Linked DNA regions of Mus musculus: region 1 is linked to region 2. The links are chromatin contacts, called in public Hi-C maps. All regions are on one chromosome and are shown on one strand. Each heading gives the region's core, a stretch centred on a gene start, on an enhancer-like site or on the middle of the called end of the contact. The rest is flanking DNA. Distances are from core to core; before and after follow the strand shown.

What was found. Hi-C and Micro-C count contacts between places; a contact is called where the count stands out from the background.
Region 1: a Hi-C map of the G1E-ER4 cell line shows a contact between it and region 2, with 3 times the contacts expected there. The contact joins two enhancer-like sites. A contact is called at or near these places in 2 of 39 promoter capture datasets (embryonic stem cells and pre-B cells) and 1 of 484 Hi-C or Micro-C datasets (the G1E-ER4 cell line).

The regions. Positions count from the first base shown.
Region 1 is chr5:64,678,722-64,684,760 of GRCm38.p6, reverse strand. No RefSeq gene overlaps it. Among named protein-coding and RNA genes, the nearest start is that of Gm26761, 18 kb to the left of the region's middle. Within about 2 kb of position 2,215, at least 22 of the 459 cell types and tissues checked have an H3K27ac peak or open chromatin away from gene starts, as enhancers often do. A contact at or near this core is called in the G1E-ER4 cell line, where this site is marked.
Region 2 is chr5:64,099,341-64,106,080 of GRCm38.p6, reverse strand. Pgm2 (phosphoglucomutase 2) reads right to left here. Exons shown (of 14, transcript NM_025700.3): 3 at 5,028-5,134; 4 at 3,143-3,227; 5 at 2,621-2,704; 6 at 2,174-2,367; 7 at 137-326. Among named protein-coding and RNA genes, the nearest start is that of Pgm2, 9.8 kb to the right of the region's middle. Within about 2 kb of position 3,245, at least 74 of the 459 cell types and tissues checked have an H3K27ac peak or open chromatin away from gene starts, as enhancers often do. A contact at or near this core is called in the G1E-ER4 cell line, where this site is marked.

The DNA.
Region 1 (6,039 bases), core at 966-3,465, 580 kb before region 2:
TTCTCCAGAGACAGGTGGCTCACTCTGTGCTCTCCCTCTGGCTGCTAAGTAGTACTGTGGAGTGGAGCAGCTTTTCTATTCGCCCAGCTTTTTCTCGGATGTCACACCATGAAGCCAAACTTCTTGAGAATCACTTCTGGGATGTTTCCTCTCTGAATTGATTTTACAGTTACAACCTTTTATCTAAACCTTCTTCTATTTCTTTCTAGCTTGGAGATAGGTAGCCAAACAAGCTACTTCCTTCCTGAGTTCTGTTCAATTCAACACTGCAAGCCTCTCCCAGACAGTCGGTGTTGATTATCAGCCACCTTGTGGGTTTTGATGTCTGACGAGTACAAACTCACACGCTTTGATATGTATTGTTGTGTGTGAACTGTTATGTACTTCTATTGAACGTTTAAACAAACTATTGAATCTGTGCCCATAGAAAACCTTTAGTAGCACAGAAATGTGCATGGGTTGGTGTGTATATGGGTGTGGTCTACACAGTCACTGAATAATGAGCCACGTACTGTATGTCAGGCCCTGTGGGAGATAAAAGCCTAAACATTACGTCCTGCTTCCTAAGCATATTTCAACCAAAAGGACAGAGATTTAATCATTTCCAGGTAAGTCTTAAACTAGAAAACCAATGGGCTTCATAGATATATTTTAGAGCCGACAGCATTGAAGTCAAACATTTTTGTCTTTATAGAAATCACCCACAGTCGCTGTGAATGAACCCTCCCTTCTGCAGATGGCAATGTATAGCACATCTTAGGTACAACTCTAGGTGGTATAATTTACTCATGTAATTAAACTATATTTATAGTTACCACTATATTTATGAGGGCTTAGTCTTCTTAGTTTTCTGTGGGCGTGACAGAATAGCACAGGCCAAGCAACTTAGAAGTGAAATTTAGTTCTCAGGGTTTTTAGATTATTCAAGCAGTTGTGGAGAGACACAAAACAGAAAGAAAGGCTTGTGCTGACATTAGGTGGGACAACAGGGTACCTTTGTCATTCACACATGCGGATAGCCAAAATGCCTACAGAGGAGATGGGATGCAGCCCCTTGTTGAGATAGAAAAGACTTCTGTAGTCTGCACGAAAGGGAAGCTGGGAAGTGTAGTCTTTCAGTAGGAAACTATCTGCTGTGGCAGGGTGGAGACCAAGGCTAGAGGCTGCATCTGGAAAGGGCTTTCTTGTTGTATCAAGAGGAACATATACGAGTAGCTAGGATGCGGGGGCTGGGGGTGGGGCTCTTCCTCTTCTTATAAAGCCACTGGTCCCAGCACAGGGATCCTGCCTTATGGCTTCATCTAAGTCTGATCACTTCCCAAGAGACTTGTCCCCAGATATCACTACTATGTGGATTTCCAGGTTTTCAGCAGCATGAGCTTTGGGGGACACATTTAACTATGTATATGGTTTCCCTTGTAAAGACCTAGAATTAAAAACAAAAAACAAGTAAGACATAGGTTTTTTTATTTGCTTGTTGGTTCTTGGTTTTTTGAGGCAGGGTTGGTTTCTCTGTGTAACAAGCCCTGGCTGACCCAGATTCACTTTGTAAATCAGGACCATAGAGATCTGCCTGCCTCTGCCTCCTGAGTATTGGTATCAAAGACATGCAACACCAGTCCTGGCAAGATGTAGTTCTGAGTCTCAGGTCACACTGGCTATCTGGTAAGAAGGGCAAGTTACAAATACAAGATCCCCGGTAGGCACGATGGTGTGGTGTAAGCCCTTGGAGGCGTCACAGAAGACAGCCATGTGCCACATCCCCTGTTGCTGAGCCTGCATCACTGAGTACAGGGTCTGGGTGATGATCTGCCTCTCTGATGGTCTCCTGGCCTCCTGCTGAGTAGTGGTTCTCCTGTGCTAGATCTGTGGGTCCGTGGCCTTGTAAGGCTGAAGGACTCAGCCCAGCAGGACTTCCTGCTTGAGCTGCTCCACAGGCCATCTTGCTGCAGTTCTCTTTTACTCTTGGTCTGGAACCAGGAAGGGTAGCTGCTCCGTTTTCCTCCTCTGATAAAGCTGTTGATACCCATCCTGGCTCACTATGCAGCTGGGATGGGGCCAAGAAACCCATTAAGAGCTTCTAGTTGTCTTTAGGATAAAATCCAACCTTCCTCCAAGGCCGGCCCTAATCTTGATGGCTGTCTTCCCCGAACTGCCCCTACCATGGCTCTTTTGGACAGCTGCCAAACCCCATCCTGTGGTCTCTTCAGGTGCACCACCCACCCTTCAGGCTCTTCTCCAACCTTTGTACATTGTCTTCCTTGGGCCTAAAGTACTTTCCCTCCTAAGCTGTGCCTGCCAGATCTGTATCACGCTCCGGCCCTCGGCTTCTAGGTCATTTCCTTAGGCAAGTCCCTGCTGACCTCGGAGATAAGGTGGCTTCTAGATGACCCAGGACCTATCTCAGTCCCCATCAAATGTCAGAGAGAATGTTGTTCCCTTTCTTCCTGTCTGCTGTAACCTGCAGAGGGAGGGCACAGACCGCATCAGTTTGGCAGGCTTGGGGACAGCCTTTTGGGCCGATGAGCCGGATCGCCAACATGTGCAGGAAGGTGGGCTCAATGTCTAGTTCAGTGTTTCTGTCTAGAAAATGCTTATGTTTTGGACAAGGAACCCCCCACATAGCTTCATTCTGTACTGGGCCTCAGATATTATGCAGCTGATAAGTGGACTGGGAAATGAATTAGTGTACATAACATATTGTTTATATTCTATTTATACACGCATTAGTTCTTGTAGTATATTGAATCAAAAGGTGGGTCAGAAAGATCACCCGTTGAGTAAAGAAGCTGACAAGTGAGTTTGTTTGTTTGTTTGTTTACTTGAGAGGAAGGGTGTCTTCAGGCTGTCTTGGAAGTCTCTGTGGCACGGGCTGACCTTGACTTCACAGTGATCCACAAGCTTCTGTTTCCCATGTGCTGGGATTACAAGTGTGAGCCACCACAGCAATCTGGAGATGACCTGAGTTTGAGTCCACAGAGTGAGAGGAGAGAACGGACTCCCACAAACTGTCCTCTGACCTCCACACATGTTCCACAGAACCCACATGCCCCCCCCAACACACATACCAAATAAACATAAGTGTAAAATAAATAAATAAAAACAAGGCAATCTTTGAAAGAATTGTGTGCTGTCTGTTCTGTGAGATAGGTTTTCATTAAAAATTGCATTTTATGTGACCATAACCAAGTGTGTATCTGGAATGGTTTACTTAGTCTTAGCTCTCACTGAGAGTGTAAGTTGGGAATGAGGGGTGCCCAATCCTAGCCCTTGGGGAGTGGATGCAAGAAAGCTAGAAGGTTGAAGCAGGGGGATCACAAGTTGGAAGCTAACCCAGGTTACATAACAAGATCTTGTCTAAAACAAAACAAACAAAGCAACCACCACCGCTGTAAAAACCACACGGTCTGGGTGGCTACGACCCAACCAGCGTATTTCTCACATTCTGAGATGCTCAGGAAGAGCCAGGCATCGGTTGGGCTGATGATGTCAGCCTCCTCCTCACAGGTGGGACATTCTCCCTGGGTCTTTTCCTGGTGGGAGAGATGGCAGTGCCTCCTTTGGGCTTCATTTAGAAGGCTGTACTATCATGATTCAATCACTCCTAATACTGTAACCTCTGGGATCAGGATTTCAGTCTGTGTATTTGGGGGGTCATGGAGGACAGATGCACTCAGTCTATACAAGGGAGTCTTTTTTTTAAAAGGATCTTTGAGTTATCACCATCATGTCTAGTAGGGCAATGGCTGTCTTTAGCATCTATTTGTTTATTTATTTAGTATTTATTTATTTATGTACTTATTTTTATGTGTATGGGTCCTTTGCCTGCATGTTTGTCTTTATGACACATGCATGCTTGGTACCTGCTGAGACCAGAAGAGGTTGCCACACCTCCTGGAACTGGAGTTGCAGACATTTGTGAGCTGCCATGTGTGGGTGCTGGGAATCGAACCCAGATCCTCTGAAAGAGTCTCAAGTTCTCTTAACTATTGAATGGGTCCTCTCTTCAGCTCCCTGTCTTTACCATCTTTGGTCACATGGAGAAGGCAGTTTATTTTAGGGAGGAAGGGTCAACTGTGGATTCTAATGCAGTGGGTCCCAGAGCCTCTAGAACATGTGACAGGCTCATTTTCGTTCTCACTACTGTGCATCAGGAAGGGCCAGAACAAGGTCTGGCTGGCCTGATCTCTTCTCTGCAACTTCCCCGATTCCAGACTGGCTTCCCCGGTTCTAAAGCAGGCGTGGGAAAGGTTTCACACCACCTCCCACCTGTCTTTCCAGGAACTCAATTCTGCCAAGAAAGCCACTCCACTGAGGGACGAGTGGGGATGGGGGTGGGGTGGAGGTGGGGGAAGAATGTGGAAGCCACGCCCAGAGCCCCTAAGCTCACCGTTCTTTTATCTCTGTGTGTGACTGTCTTTGTCCTTGTAATAGCTCCTTCTCCTTGCCCACCACTCTCTCTTCATTTCTCTACTTAAGGCCTGGCCATCTTTAAGGAAGCTGAACTCTGCCTTCCCGGAGCTCCGTCACCCCCGCACCCTGCGTCCTGCACGGTCAGCGCTATCCACCCTGTGCATTCTCACAGTGGCCGACTTCCTGTGTCCTGGTGGCTGGGCGAGTATCATCTACTTCCTTGTTTGTTTTTCTGGGATTTTAGAGTTCTCCACGGGCCTGGCTTTGCCTCTTCAGTATCAAGAACATCTGGGACATGGTATATTAATAAGCGCCTGTAGAAGCGGTGGATGCTTAAGAGAACGAAGCTCTCTTTCCAAACAGTCTTTTCGGAATTAGGACGCTCCTTGGGTTTCACTGACTGCCCTGCATTTGTTGGCCTGTCTTCACCCTGTCTTAAGGTCTTGCTATAGGAAGGAGAAGAAGGAACAGGCTTTCCTACTTAATGTAGCTCCTGCCATGTTGCCCTCATTTGTCCCTCAGAGACATTCAAGTTTATAGATGGTCAATTGTGGCTATCAAGTAGCATGCATGATGGAAATATAAACTCAAGGTCTGCTTTGGCTAAGCACCAGGCTGGGGCTTACCCAGCTCCATGGAGGAACCAGATACAGTGCCTGGCTTGAGAGTTAAAAGTCTATGCAGGAGCAGGGCATGGTGTCTCATGCCTTTAATTCCAGCTCTTAGTGGTTGGGGCAGAGGCAGGTGGATCTCAGTGAGTTCAAGGCTAGCCAAGGCTACACAGATAGTGAATTCCAGGGCAGTCAGAGATACATAATGAAACCCTGTCTCAAAATAACAACAATGAAAGTAATAATAATAAAATAAAATTTAAAATGTTTATGAGGACTGCTGGGTGTGGGGTGGTACATGCCTTTAATCCTAGCACTCAGAAAGCCGAGGCAGGAGGCTCTCTGGGAGTTCAAGGACAACAAGGCTCCATAGTGAGACCTGTTTTCAAAGTTTTAAAAGTGAGAAGGCTATGAGGTAATCCAGACTACAGACATCAGAAGAGTGAAGCAGCAGCCCCTCTGCCTTGAGGATGGAGCACTAAGCATTCATGAAAATGCCAAGCTGGTATTGGAAAGCTTTAAACTAAGACAATCCTTGAACATGTATGTGCTTGTTAGCCCTCAGAACTTTCATGGGGCTAAGTATAAATTCTGTGTCATTTTCAAGACAGGGTTTCCCTCTGTGTAACAGAGTCCTGGCTGTCCTGGAACCAGCTCTTTTGCTCACAAAGATCTGCCTGTCTCTGCCTCCTGAGTGCTGGAATCAAAGGTGCACGCCACCATGACCGGCTAATTCTATTCTTCTCAGAGAAGGAAACTAAAGTGAAGAGAGTGACACAGATGGCAGGATGTTCAGGGTGTCTCCTGGGATCAGCATCACTAAGGTCAGTCCCCTAACTATCTGATATACAGTCTTCCTTCCAGAAGGTTCAGTAGGGAGGAAGCAGATGCTGAGGCCCTGTGAAGGCTTGAGAAGCCTTTGAGGTGGCAAAGAGCAGCTTGACTTAATGCAGTTAAGCTGTAAGTATGGTTTTGGAGTTTTGGTTCTTTGAAAACTAGCCATCCTGGAGGGTCT
Region 2 (6,740 bases), core at 1,996-4,495:
CCATCCAACACATATATTTACAGAGCTGTAATTCATTTTTTCCCCAGCACAAGAAACCATAAAAAACACAATATACTTGAGAGCAATGGCTCAGAGTTTAAAAGGCAGAGTCCATTATTTAATAAAAGTAGGTTACCAAGACACCTTTGCCCTCCTCAGGATTCGGGTATTTGACAGTTGGAAACTCGGGATCCGGATCTTTCTGTTGGGGAACAGCTTCGGGAGGAGCAAGGTCAAAAGCCTTGAAGGCCAACTGCACAAACTCGTGGCCCACACCATGGACAGAGGTGTGCACGAACTTCACCTTGCTCTCCTTGTTTACCGTTCTAGAGTAAGACAAAATGGAAAACGACAAAAGATATAAACAAGGCTCTCTAGAGGGAGGGTTTAGAAAATACCATGCACTGGGGCACTTAATACTGTAAGAGAGGTGCTTCAGTGTGTGTGGCCGGTACAGCTGGAAGCCTTTGGGAGACCTAAGCTATGCCCTCCACACAGGATCTCCAATGACTTGAAAGATTCATTATCACCAAATGTAAACACAAAAGTTCAGAGAGCAGAATTTTTTTTTCTTATAATCTTGGTACAAAGTCTTTGAAAGTATGAATAAAATGCAGAAACCAAGAATTAAAAGACAACTAAATATTAACAAAATCGTTTAAAAGCTTCCACAAAAAAGTTTCAATTAAAAAATGTCAAAAGTAACAACAGGGGGAGAGTGGACACTTGAGGGAAACAAGACTTCATTTTTCTAAAGGAAGAAAGAAGTTTGCTAAATCCGACAGACAAGCAAATACACAGAAAAGATAAATAGAGATCAAATTTTCTGAGTTCGAGGCCAGCCTGGTCTACAGAGTGAGCTCCAGAGAAACCCTGTCTCGAAAAAACCATGTATATGTGTATATATCAAACAAGCATGAAAAAAGTTTTTCATAATTAAGGGTGTAAATGAAAGTGAGATTTTTGTGCTTTTCTAACAAATGGGGGGGAAATGATAAATCTGATAATGTGGAGCAGAAGGTCGAACGTGGGGTTCTATGTTATTTACCACAGACTGCAGGTGGGGGTACCCACCACTCTACTGTTCTCAGAGGGCAGCTTGCTGATCACCCTCAACCTTGAAAATGCATGTGCTATATAATGCAAGAGGGTTATTTTACATACACAAGTAAATGCTGCTTTCTCGTGCTACTTGCAGTGATCCAAAATAAACAAGCACCCAGTCAACTCTCCCAGTTTGTGAAACTGCATCAGAGGGCCCGAGGGAAAGCTCACAGATGGATCTTGTTTGCATCCCCCACCAGCGGGAGGAAAGTGATAAACTCAGTTTTAGAGATTTCTTTGGTAGAGAAAAAAAATCCAATGACTTGGGAACTCAGATCTCTAGCCCATAGCCCAGGGAGACTCTAAGCCAGTGTGGTTTCTCTCGTAGATGGGATTGGAGTCTCGTCTCTGCACTGGAGTTAGCCAGGCCCATGCTAGCTAACAAACACCGCATCGGATAACCAGAAACTGAATTTCAGGTTCAGAGAGGCAATAAGCAGTAGCGGAACCTAAACTCTCCTGCTCAGTACCTGACTGTGACCACCAAGTTTGCCCCAGGCTGAACAAACAGGCACCATAGCACTGCATGACCACAGTTGGGTACCGGGGATTAGAACGCAAGTCCCCACACTTAGGTAGCAAGTGCTCTTGCCCACTGAACCATCTTCCCAGCCCTGAAAGTATTTTTTAAATACACATATATACATATAGTTGTATCCATACAAGCATATATATAGACACAGCTACAACTGTATATATATATATATATATATATATATATATATATATATATATATATATTTACAACACTTCAAACTTAGCCCACCGTGGGTTGGCCACCTGCTTCGGTAAATAAAGCCATCTCAGTGTGGCTTGCCTGACTGGTCACTTGTGCCGCTTGTACACTAGAATAGCACATCTGAGGAGATGAAGTCAGGCTCTGTGTAGCCAGCAATGCCGTGAGGATTTGTTACCGGTTTCTTTAAGAAAAGGTGGCCAGCTCTGCTGCCGCCCCATACAAATGCAGCTAACCATGTATGCACCAGGCAGAGGGGATCAAATCAAAACCCAGACATTGATAGAATTCGGCTGAATCACATTAGCTGAAGTGAAGCCACGGCCCAGTTACCTGTGAAAACAGTATTTTTTAAGGTCTTCAAAGTAGTCATTACCGATGGACGCGCTGGGGTTGTGAAGAAGGGGACTACTGTCAACCAAAGACTCCTCCCAAGCCTGAGGCCAGGGCTCTAGATTTTCCTCAATGGCCTGAGAAATGCCGCGATCGTGGGGAGAGATGATCTGAGCTCCGTTGTCCCAGTAGACCTAGAGAAGCCAGGAATGCATTTAGCAGGTTCAGGATGCAGAGCACCCACTCCCGAAGAACACAGGGCTGGGGTTCCACTGTGTGAGGAGAGAGCGTGTGTGGGGGTTGGGGGGGGGCTGGGAGGGGCTGGGGTTCCACTGTGAGAGGAGAGAGCGTGTGTGGGGGTTGGGGGGGGGGCTGGGAGGGGCTGGGGTTCCACTGTGTGAGGAGAGAGCGTGTGTGGGGGTTGGGGGAGGCTGGGGGGGGGGTTACCTTATAGCCATTGTCCTGCTTTGGATTGTGCGAGGCAGTGATCATGATGCCTGCGCAGAGTTTCAGGTGCGACACGGTGTACGGCTAAACCGAGCAGGAGACGGTTCTTAAGAAAGATTAGGCAGAACGGAAATGCCCACCGTACGTTGTTTGGAGCCATTCATCCTCCTGTATCACCCTACTATCATGCCAGGCCACTCAGCATCTTGTGTCCCATTTCAGTACCATGCAGTATCCCCCTCGTCTGTGGTTTTGCCCTACTCTGTCTCAGTGACCCGTGGTCCAGGAAGATGTGTCTTAGCTCTTTCAGCAGGGCCCGCACTCATTTAACTTCCTGACAGGACACTGCGACAACTCTTCCATTTTATTATTAGTTACTGTTGTTAGTCTTTTATATCCTTGACCCATAAATTAAGCACGCATTGGTACAAACAATGAATTAAGCATTGGCCGTGAGCTGCTTGACCTTCTATATTGTCTGCAGCCCTCTGACAAGTACTTTGAAAGGAAGCGGTTACTTACCACAAAGGGGGTGGGGGTTATATCAGAGAAGAGGTATACAGGAACACCCTGGGTGATAAATGCAGTCGCAGCCAGCCGGGCAAACCTAGAAATGCAGAAACAGGGACAAAAAGGAGAGAGTCACAGTCAGAGCTTCCCGTGGCAGTGTGAAACAAGGAACAAGCTGGGGTGGAACCCAGGGCTTCCTGCGTTCTAGGCTAACCCTCCATTAACAAAGCTGCAGCCCTGGCCCCGGCATTCAGTAGTGAAAGGAAGAGGAAGAACACCGAAGCTGAGACAGCCAGAGTCCTCTCCTCCCCTCTTTAGTTTAGGATAAAGGCCTGAGGTCACCTTGTCACACGTCCAAGGCCACTGTCCTCAAGGATACTGATAATGCCTAGGACAGTCACCACAACAAATGGTCCAGCAGCTGTGACATCATGTGTCACTATGCAGAGGCTTAGGAGCCCCGATTTATACTGTCATAATTCAGTACACACCTCATATGGACTCTGATTAGGTGTTGTTTTATTTAAATATAAGATGTGTTCTTATGTGTGTGTGCATAGCAGAGACAGGAACCACAAACCAAAAAGAACTGGTAAGTGCCAGTCACTTCAAGCAAATGCCATCCATGGCTCCAGGAGCAGAGCAAGGACTGTCCTGTAACCAACAGTGTTAACCTATCTGAAAAGCACAGTAGTATCAGCTATGACAGGTCTAAACCAGGGTTTACAGTATATGGGAACCAAGCCCGGTGGTGAGCGCCTGTAATCCTGCACTCTAAGAGACGAAAAGAGAATCATGAATTCAGTACTGGTATGGGCTACTTAGTGAGAGCTGCTCTCAGAATTGACAAGATAAAGCAGGGGAAGTTGTACCCAGGCCTTACACAAGTCATGTGCCTTTTCATATAGGTGACTCGTACAGTGAGGGGTATCTTAGAAAAGGTCTCTGCTGGGTACCGAGGTTCAATTTTAAATGTTTCCTACGTTGTTTGGGGGATTCAAATGGTAAACACCGGATCAGCGTTCAAACAACTGCTGCCCCTACTGCCGTCACTATCTTCAGCACCACTCTGTTCAGAATTACGCGACCACAGTTAACCAGGAGTCCAGTTGGTCTGAGACTGTCACAAAGCTACACCCTGACAAAGGTGTCTGTCAGGAAAGGAAGAGGCAATGATGCCTATAAATAGCAGAGGAGAATTACATGGAATCGAGTGAGACTCCAGTTTAGATAATTTTTTTCCCCATCATTTTTGTTTGTTTTTTGAGACAAGGTCTCTCTGTATATCCTCCTTGCTATGTAGCCGAGGCTGCCCTTGAACTCAAGAAGTCCTTCCACTCTGTTTCCTGAGTGCTGGGATTAAAGACCCAGGATAACCTGTCTTTTTTTTGGGGGGGGTGTGGGTTGGGGTCAGAGTTCAACTCAGGGTTTAGCCCTGGGTATCCTGGAACTCGCTTTGTAGACCAGGCTGGCCTCAAACTCACAGAGATCTGCCTGCCTCTGCTTCCCCAGGGCTGGGATTGCCCAGCCTTAACCCATTTCTTTTAAGAGCTAAGTAATTATGAGTTTAAAGTCAAGTCATTGAAAAAAAAATCAAGGGGCTGGAGAGATGGGTCAGGGGTTAAGAATATGTACTATTCTTACAAAGGCTTGCAACTGCCTATAACCCCAGCTAGAGGGGATCCAATATCTCTGGCCTCTGTGGGCACCTGCACCCATAGGCAAATATCCACATGCACACACACATATTCAAATTTAATTTAAAAAAATGGTTTTTAAAAAGTCAAACTATTGAAATGATTCAAAATAAAAGTATAAAAGAAATTATGAAAAAAAATCCTTTCCTGAAAAAACCGTCTCCAGGTTCCATCCCAAAGCACCCCTCAAACCTAAATACCTCCGGCTGCTGCCCCCGCTGGCGGGGTGAGCTCTCGCATCGAAGCTGATCACCACGCCCCTCTGCTTCAGGTCACTGAACTGCTTTTCCAGGTACCTGCAAAATCCCTGAACGTAGCCCAGGGAGTCAAAGCGCACATTTCATACATATGATATAAGAATCAGCCCAAAATGATATTTTCCCCATTTTCACAGGATAATATCTTTGGCATAGAAGACTGGGGACCAGTGATTGTGCAGACTGAATGGTGAGATGAAAACAGCTTTTTGGACTGTCTACTCTAAGTCAGATGCTGTGCTGAATTTAATATCTCCAGGTCCAGACTAACTTGCTCAAAATCTCCTTCTTTTGATGGGAACACAGAGAACAGCAAGGGCCTACTCAGTTTCAGACCTAATGAGCTGCAGACCATGGCTTGTACCCAGGTCTGGTGACAGGTGGATCAGTGTAGGGTGTAAGGTGTGTGTGTGTGTGTGTGTGTGTGTATATATATATATATATACACACACACACACACACACACACACATATATATATATATATGCCTCTGAGGCCAGAAAATGGATTTGAACTCTACTCTGCCACCATTGAGGAAGAGACAACTTTTTCTTCCTTTTCTCTAGTTTCCACGTCTATATATAGTAACACCAATAATCCATACTATATAGAGCTTTTGTAAGGCTTAAATGAGCTATAAAAAACGGCAAGGTGAGGCCGGTTAGTAGTATGCTTGCCTTGTAAGCCTGAGGAGCTGTATTTGATACCCAGAAGCCAACTTTAAAAAAAAAAAAAAAGTTAGGTGTGGTGGCACAAGCTTGCAATCCCAGTATTGGAGAGATGGAGACAGCTCCTACATCCATGGGGCTCCCTAGCTACCTAGCCTACTTGGTGAGTTCTAGGCCAGCAAGAGACCCTGTCTCAAAAGAAAAAATGAACGGTGCCTGAGAAGTAAACACTGAGGTTATCTTCTGGTCCCCAGATGTGCACGTGTTTGAATGGTCATTTCCTTTAAAGCCCTGATCCCCTGCTTCCAGAGTCAGCAGGGACTTCTGACATTTCTCTCTGCTTTGTGACATCACTTAGAGAAAGCCAATGCATTTTATACAGTTTTGACAATTAACTGATGAAAGTCTGTTTGGTTTGTTTGTTTCGGATACTATTTACCAGAAATCTAAAGGATACTGGAATTAATCCATTTATAGGGTAAAATTTGCTCTGCAAATCAAACTTGTGCATTTTGGGGCTATCACTACCTGCCCCAAGCTGGTGGAGCATCCCATCCCTGTATCTCAGGGATCGAACAGCATCACATCGGTCTCAGACACATGAGAGCAGCGAACTTGGAATCTCAACACTCTATACACTGGACATTGTCAGAGAGTTCTAGTTGACTGGGCAATAGTGATGTGACCTAATCCTTACTGCACTCTGACTAAAGGAAATCTTATACATAATGAAGCATATCTACAATTTTTGGTAGAGGGATAGATCTCAGTCTTGTTAGCAATGTTACATCAATTTAGATTGTTTTTTTCCCCTTTGGCAAACAAATAGCATCCAGCACACCTTCCAAAAGTGATAAGGAAATAAGGATGTATGTATTCGTCTTGTGGGTCCCCAAGGAGGAATTCAGATGCCTGATGCTTCACAGCTTACAATGGTGACATTATACCTGACTTTCCAGGTCAGCCTTTGAGCTGTGACCTCAATGTG